Regions from separate parts of the Zea mays genome. Here region 1 is linked to region 2. A link is a contact called in public Hi-C data. All regions are on one chromosome and are shown on one strand. The core of a region is the stretch at or near the end of the contact, and the rest is flanking DNA. Distances in the headings are between cores, read along the strand shown. Region 1 holds the start of LOC100381465 (serine/threonine-protein phosphatase BSL2 homolog). Region 2 has its middle 9.7 kb from the start of LOC100281966.

Region 1 (4,095 bases), core at 631-3,130, 180 kb before region 2:
ATATATTTGAAATTTTGAAGATTTATGCATATTGCCAATATATAAGTACCATGCTATATACAAACTTAACAAAATCAAGGCACCAAGTACCAAATGTTGAAAAAAAAATCAAAATCATTTATGGCATACTCTACCTGCTCCACTTGTTCGATGACACGTCATAACAATGGACATCTGCTGTGGCACCAGCAAGACCTAAAATAAAAGAGAACCCCAACTTTATGTTTGACTGAAAAACAAAAATGGCATTCCATAACCACAACAGAATCCATTTACTTTTTCATTATGAATTACAATTTAAAGGTCCGAGCAATTCCTTTTGCACATTGCGGAATGTTTCTAATTGGTAACCCAAAGAAAAGTCTTTAAATTCCCAACTAATGTCAGTCGTGAATAGTTACATATACACCTTCTAACTTGCCGAAAAATAATCCTCCTGCTAATGTGATAGAAGCCTAGAATAAGCATAAAAATGATAAAACGCACCCAGTATAACACCCAATTTAGGTGCCAAGAAACTAAATTTTCCGTCAAGAGAACCAATCATTACAATTTCTTGACACCAAACAACTCTAGCTAGCACCTACCAGTATGATTATCAACTATCAGGTGGAGCACTACTGTATTTAATCTCTAAGCAAAACAACAAATCACCCAACAACACCTGAAGTCTCTGTTTTCACAAATAAGATCCAACTAAATTCCTTGTAAAAGGCTTTAATTCATTCAGAGCTAGACGAATTAAAATCTAAAATGACATGACGAATTATACTTCTGCAGAGAGTAAAAATCAGACCATCAACAGTTTTCTAACTGCCACTAGAAATCAGCATTCAGAATTATTGCACCCACATTATAACTTTTTCCAAGGATTATCTGTAGACAACCTTAAGCCCATAAATTCATCTTAATGCCAAACTGCTCCAAGTTACCAGAGCATCCAAAATTCAACCCAGCCCAGAGCATACCCAGAACAACCCTAGGGCAAGGCAAGGGCTACCAACATTCCAAAATCAGAAAACGCAAGCCATATATATAAGATAGAAAGCATACGGATCCCCGCGCTCCCGGCCGAAGAGGGTGGGGTGGCAGAGTTCCCTTCGAGCGCGGTGGCCCCACCAAACAGGATCAACCGCGGTCCGATGTATCCGGGCGTGCCGTCCTCCCCGACAGCCGGCACCGCCGTCAGCGTGTGCCCGCATCGGCACCCTGGTCCGTCCTCCTTCTTATCGATCACCGCGTTCACCACCGTGTACCCGGGCGCTGGCCTCGGTCCCGCAGCGCCGGGCGTCCCAGGTGTCCCGGGCGTCGATGGCGCGGACGACGAGGAGGTCTCGCTCCCGGACCCCGAGCCTCCGGCGCTGCCCCCGTGAGCGGCCGCGGCGGCCGCCGCGTCGGAGTCGGAGTCGGACTCCGTCGTCATGCGCGAGTCCACGTCCATGCCTCAGCAGCTGCCGGGCTCCCGTCCCCCGTTAGGGTTCGGAGGCCCCGAGATCTCCACACGCGCCGGCGACGCAGGCAGGGACCCCCGCCCTACGACGCGGCCGGCATGGCCAGAACCCTAGACTCCCCCCTCCGGACAGCGCGATTCGCCCGAGTTCCGCCTCGCCCGCGGCGCCGATCACGAGGGAGGGAGCGAGCGCCAAGGCAGGAAGCGTCCCCGCCTCGGGAATTGCGGTGGAGAGGGGGAGGGTGCGCTCCGCTCCGGGTGCCACGGGCAGCGCGCGGCGTGGCGATGGAATTCTGGGGATTCCCGGGGTGCGAGCTGCAAATCTGGGAGGAGTGGGGGGGGGGGGGGGGGGACGGGGCTCCACGTTGGCCTGACTTGGTTGGAGTGGAGGAGGCGGGCCGCGACGGGAGTGTTATAAAACTGAACCTTTGGGTTCGAATGATTTGCAAGAAGTTGCAAATTAACTGCCATATGCATTTACTATGAGGTGTCACTCAAATTAATCTTATGTGAAAGTGCCAGAAAGAGTGGTTAAATAGAACACCACTAAACTCCCTATTGCAACGTTGTTGTAAATAAGAGGGGGAGAAGTATGGTCACAAATTGGGATTAAGATGCTTGCAAGCAACTGAAGGCTAAGTCTTCTGAGATAGTAAATGCAGACCAACTATTCGTTGGTAACCAACCTAGTGTTGGTAGACACCTAGAGGATATGGATTATCCTGTGAATGGAAGACATTCACAACCTAGATCATTGCGCACTGATGAGGCTAGGTTATCGGAAGCCCTTTATTCTCGTTTTGGGACTTCACGAAGAATCATAAGGGTACATAAAAAATGACTTTATGTCAACTGGAGAATTGTGTTATTTAAAAGCTACAAGTGTCGACACATACATCTCAGCAATTGTATATGCACTCCAAGTGATCCAAAAGACTATGGCCATAGCAGAGCACGAGTATGCTCAAATTGGATCTTGTTGAGTGATACAATGTTGCAGAGATAGCCTTGCTCACCGGAATGAAGTGTTAACTTATTTTCACTTCAAGGTATCTTACTGAGGATATAAGTTTGTTTTCATGGACTTGGAAACAATGAGGTGGTGAGAAAGCATGGCTAGTAGCAACTGGGTTTATACGCAAACCCAAGCATTATTTTAATGTTATAAATTCTCCTCTACTGTGAGTAGTTAAATTCCGATACAATAATATGGGCAGTAAATCATCTATCTGTGCAGTTGATAGATGTAGTGACAACATACGCATATGTGGTCACTAGATTATGGTATATGTGGAGTCTTGAAGGATTCCAAATACATAATCACCAATCACAAATTTACAATGCTTGGAAAGTCTTTGTGACTTAGAGCATCTTGGTCAAATATGGTACATTCGACCTAGTGAATCCTTCTTTCTGAAAGGATACACAAAGTATGGTATGTTCAGTGTAAATATGTGCAACATATTTTAAACATACATTACTTATCGACGGAGCTCAAGATAGAGGATATGAATTGAAAGAGATTTCCAATTCAAAGTAAACTATCTTAAGTATCTTGGATACAAAGTTGTCTATATCCAACATATATTGAAGAAATTCAATATGAAAGAATCATGGTTATTTGATTCTTTCAGATCATGAGATGTGCTATTGTATCTTGCAAGAGCATCCGGTCGGATATTGCTTTGCAATGATTTGCTAGCTAACAGCACATGAGATCGAGTTATGATCTCCAGATGTACTCATGCTCTCCTTATGTTTGGATATACTGATCTTGGATATCTATAGAAGATCCCCGGGTACAAGATCAATGACATACTTCTGGTAAGTTGGACCTACTGTTTGATAAATGTTAATCAACAGAGATTAATGGTCACTTACACTAATCATTCTATAGTACACTTCGTGGGATTATACAGAATGATATACTACATACAGAGGGTATGTGGTGGTCATGATTTTATATCAGTGACCTTATTATCTATGAAGATAATATTAGTTTGTGTTGTTTAGATGACAAACAAGTTACCAACTAAGTCTCTAACTTACTCCACATTTTAAATGTGTTTGTGAGTATGTATGGGATGACTTAGTGTTTTGTAAAGATCAGGGGGGAGTTTCCCTCTTGATCGAAAGAACTTGTTTATACATCATGTTGTACTCTTTTCTTTGCATGAGTTTTTCCCCTGTTTGGGTTTCTCATTCAAAGTTTTTAACGAGACAACATCAACACAAGGTCTATGTCGTATCATCTATTTTTCCCGTAGAGGTTTTTAAAGGATGATACATTATGGCATAGTTATTGTTGTATTTGAACTAGGATATGAGTTTATCTCCCTAGAGTTCAAATGGATCAACAATAGAGTATGACTACTCTCCTTATTTTTCCCACTGGGTTTTTAAGAAGACTCAGCTGATATGTTGATTTCTCAGATTTTCTGGCAAGATTATCTTGGAGAAATATTAGCCTGAGTTATATGTCTCATCATTTATTTTCCCCACGGGGGTTTTTGAAATGATGACTATAGACATATTATTGTTCTTTGGGCTAGAGGTCCATGGGAGAACAATGGCATACCATGGTTCAATTGAACCACCGACCATTATCCATAAGGATAATTGAGCTTATGTTGTTCAGATGGAAA
Region 2 (3,757 bases), core at 1,147-3,646:
CCCAGACTATGATCCGAGCACCGAGCCTATCGACCCCGATGTGCTCATGAGGGTCGGAGGAGGCAAGAGACATGGGCGGTACTGGATTGCCGACGGGGCAATCGACTCGTCCTCCACTCCCACTCTGTCTCAGGTGAGAGCAAGGAGCACGGGCTCGAGCCCAGCCATTCGACCTCGGCACGACAGCTCACACCTTCGCATACAGCAACTCGAGGTTAGTGCTTCTGTAACTCGTCCTTCCTTTAGTTATATACCTAGTCTTTGAGTTACTATAACGTTGGCTTGTAATATTACAGACCCAACTAGAAGAAGAGAGGAGGGAACGTCACGAGATGGAAGCGAGGATGATGGCAGAGCGGGAGGCAGAGCGCCGGGCAGATCATCAGAGGATGGCGGAGATGTTCCAGTACATGCAGAGCCTTGGCGCCGCACAGGGCATCGCTCCACCACCTCCATTGTTCCCTCCAGTTGACTCTGCTCTCTTCCACACTCCTGTGAGTATCAAAATTGTAGTTAGATGTTTGTAATGCATCTGGTATAACACATGCAATCTCTTATCTATGCAGGGCCAATCTGGAGCGGCATCCAACAACCCTCCGGAAGGGTTCAGCCCAACGCAGCCCCGGTCAAACCGCCCACCTCCATGAGTGTTGTGTTTTCATTGTTTTAGACTTCAGAACTTATGTATAATACTTATGTCTGTGTTTGATACTTATGTGAGACCTTGCGACGTTTGAGACATATGTTTGTGTTTGATACTTGTGTTGAACACTTATGTTTGTGATGGATATTTATGTTTGTGGTGACGGTTTTATGTTTGTGTTGGCTATTTATGTCTGTGATGATATCTGTGATGTATATATGTGATATCTTATGTTTGTGTGGATGGAATACAAAAAACAAATAAAAAAGGTATATACTGGTCACTTTGCCGAGTGTTACACTCGGCAAAGAGGCGCTTTGCCGAGTGTCTAGGTCATAACACTCGGCAAAGAGCACAGACCTGGACACCGGCTTAGGTTCTTTGCCGAGTGTTATGTCGCTGGCACTCGGCAAAGAGGTCGGCTTTGCCGAGTGCCAATTGGGACACTCGGCAAAGAGCCTGACATGGGGACCCTCCCTGGCGGGCTCTTTGCCGAGTGTCCTAACTGGCACTCGGCAAAGAAGGCGGCTTTGCCGAGTGCTGCCAGGAAGACACTCGGCAAAGATATCTTCGTTGCCGAGTGTCACCGTTGACACTCGGCAAAGCCGCCGTCTCCGTCAACCGGCGCCGTAACGGTCGCTTTTCTTTGCCGAGTGCTCCCTGACACTCGGCAAAGATATTTGCCGAGTGCCCGAGAAAAAGTACTCGGCAAAGAAGTCTTTGCCGATGCACTGTTTGCCGAGCCTTCTTTGCCGAGTGTTTTTAAGGCTTCGCCGAGTGCTTCAGGCACTCGGCGAAGCTATTGATTCCGGTAGTGTCACTAGCCAAACTTGGCTAGCCACACTAACTAGCCAAACTAAATAGAGTCTGTTGGAGTGAGACACTACATATAGAGTGTAATCTTTACGGAGAGATAAATAAAGTGTCAAATAGAGAGTAAAAAATGAAGAGTATTTTGAAGATACTCTTAGATACAAATTTTAGCTATGGGTCTATAGTTCCCAACCTGTCCACAAAATGATAGGTTAGGGTGACGTGTGACTTTTCACCCATCTGTGTTCAATAGACATAAGAAAACCAACTTTGAGTCATTGTTTACACGTAATTTTGATCCAACCCAATAAAGCCCTAAGTTATCTACTCATCCTCACTTCTTTAAAAGATGAATGGAAATTGTATTATATATTGTGTGCTTCTAAATAACTATGCTCAATGTGCTTCTAAATAACTACATGTGTTTCTCTTAGGCCCCGTTTGTTTCCTTTCATTTCGAGAAATTGGAATCTTACTAATAGAATAGGCTATTTTTTAGAATATGACATTCCACCACTTTCCAAAGTTATCATATAAGCCTACCTCAAATTCATGGGGTGAGAGATGGAAATTGATTCTATAGATTTACATGTTATTTTTCCGATGTATAACTTATAGCACATTCTTCTACTTGCGCCTCTACAACATAAATATAGTATATAACTATCTCTCTCATATGATTTAGGATAATATACAAATATATTACATATATAAATATATAAACTTAATTAGTTTTATCTAAATTATAATTATTAAAATGGAATTCAATTCCAACGAAACAAACGGGCCCTTAGTGTTTATGATGCTTTTGTTTAATTATTCGTAATTGTTGATCACCTAAGGGATGCCCAATACCGAATGAATGCCCGGCGGGTGCGGGTGCGGGTGCGGGTGCGGGTGCGCAGACATCCACCCATTGCCGTCCCTTTAACTCTGAGTGCCCCTTCGAAGCAAAAGTGCGAGTGCCTTTTTCTGTGTTGCTTCTATCTCCTCGTCATGTCCTCTCAGTCTCAGAGTGCAAAAAAATTCGCATCTTTTAACCTCTTTTTAGATGATACAAAGTTCGATTCCCTTTGGTGTGCCTCGTTTCGACGCCACTCTGCGCAATCCTGCAGTGGTTCGTCGACAATTGGCAAAAGAGGGCAAGAAGGAAACAAAGGATGCAAATAAAGGCCCGTCCAAGGTTTCCTTTTCGTCGCTGTGTTGTGTGCATCCAATCCAAGGCGCATGTGTAGGGATGGCACCACAGATCAGGTGGGTAGAATTTGATTTGATACCTGTGCTCACGAGAATGTTCGACACTTCGACATATCAAATTTTACCCACCCTCTATGAAACCTATACTGGGTAGGATTTTGTACACGTGTTTGACACCGGAATTGTATCTGCCATCGAGTTTATCTATTCTAAACTACAATATATTTTAGCTTTTTTCTATATATAATTACTTTTGTTATATATCTAATATGTAAGTAATATATATATATATATATATATAATAAAAATGTATACTGATTTTAAATAGAGGATAATTTATGTGGGTCAACAAAACTAGTAACTTATGTGGGTCCATATTCACGATATCCTCACAATAAAAATAAACTAGTAAAATGCACTGGCGGTCCTTGACGTGATATGTCACTTGGACTCGAACTTATAAAATCATAAACATGGGTCCTCAAATTTTGTGAGCCCGTGCAAATCCATTCAAAGCTGGGTATGCAAAACTGGATGCTGATGTAGCGTGCCACGTCGGAGCCAGTTGAGCCCTCAAACTTATCATGTTGTGTCACTTGAGTTCTCGAACTTGGTATGCTTGGATTCCCGAACTTTCATTAGTATGCTCTAATATGGCACGCCACATCATCATTCGGTTTACATGTTACAAAAGTACATCTTTATATGGTATATCTTAGCATCATTTAGTAGTAACAATCTTCCACAAAACTAAGCACAATCCAAGGTAGCTCTTTGCACCCGTGCAAATTGTTAGCTTGGTTTGAATTTTATGTCGCTTATCCATCTTTTTACCCATCTTTTTACGATTTGTCATTATGATTTGACAACAGGAAGCTGATCTGGCCGAGATGAAGGGGCGATCTGATTGAATTTTAAACGCTCGACCTGGTTGGGTTTAGGGGTCCATCTGACCAGCTCTGAGTGAGCCTTGTACTTTTCGCGTATCAACACAGTCACTAATAACTAACCAACCCGTCAGTGTTGGTGCTTGCATTGTGGTCCTCATCCAGATCCCACCAGCTCCATGCGCGCCAGTCAGCCTTGAGCAGAAGCGCCAAGCGT

The links. A called contact is a pair of places that touch in the nucleus more often than the background predicts.
Region 1: a Hi-C map of tassel shows a contact between it and region 2, with 2.2 times the contacts expected there. The contact joins the promoter of LOC100381465 here to the enhancer-like site in region 2. A contact is called at or near these places in 3 of 25 Hi-C or Micro-C datasets (ear, leaf and tassel).

The regions. Positions count from the first base shown.
Region 1 is chr5:17,353,117-17,357,211 of Zm-B73-REFERENCE-NAM-5.0, reverse strand. LOC100381465 (serine/threonine-protein phosphatase BSL2 homolog) reads right to left here and starts at 1,880. Exons shown (of 21, transcript XM_020553439.2): 1 at 1,054-1,880; 2 at 135-195. The coding sequence starts at 1,441.
Region 2 is chr5:17,176,415-17,180,171 of Zm-B73-REFERENCE-NAM-5.0, reverse strand. No RefSeq gene overlaps it. Among protein-coding and RNA genes, the nearest start is that of LOC100281966, 9.7 kb to the right of the region's middle. Within about 2 kb of position 2,396, at least 16 of the 20 cell types and tissues checked have an H3K27ac peak or open chromatin away from gene starts, as enhancers often do. A contact at or near this core is called in ear, leaf and tassel, where this site is marked.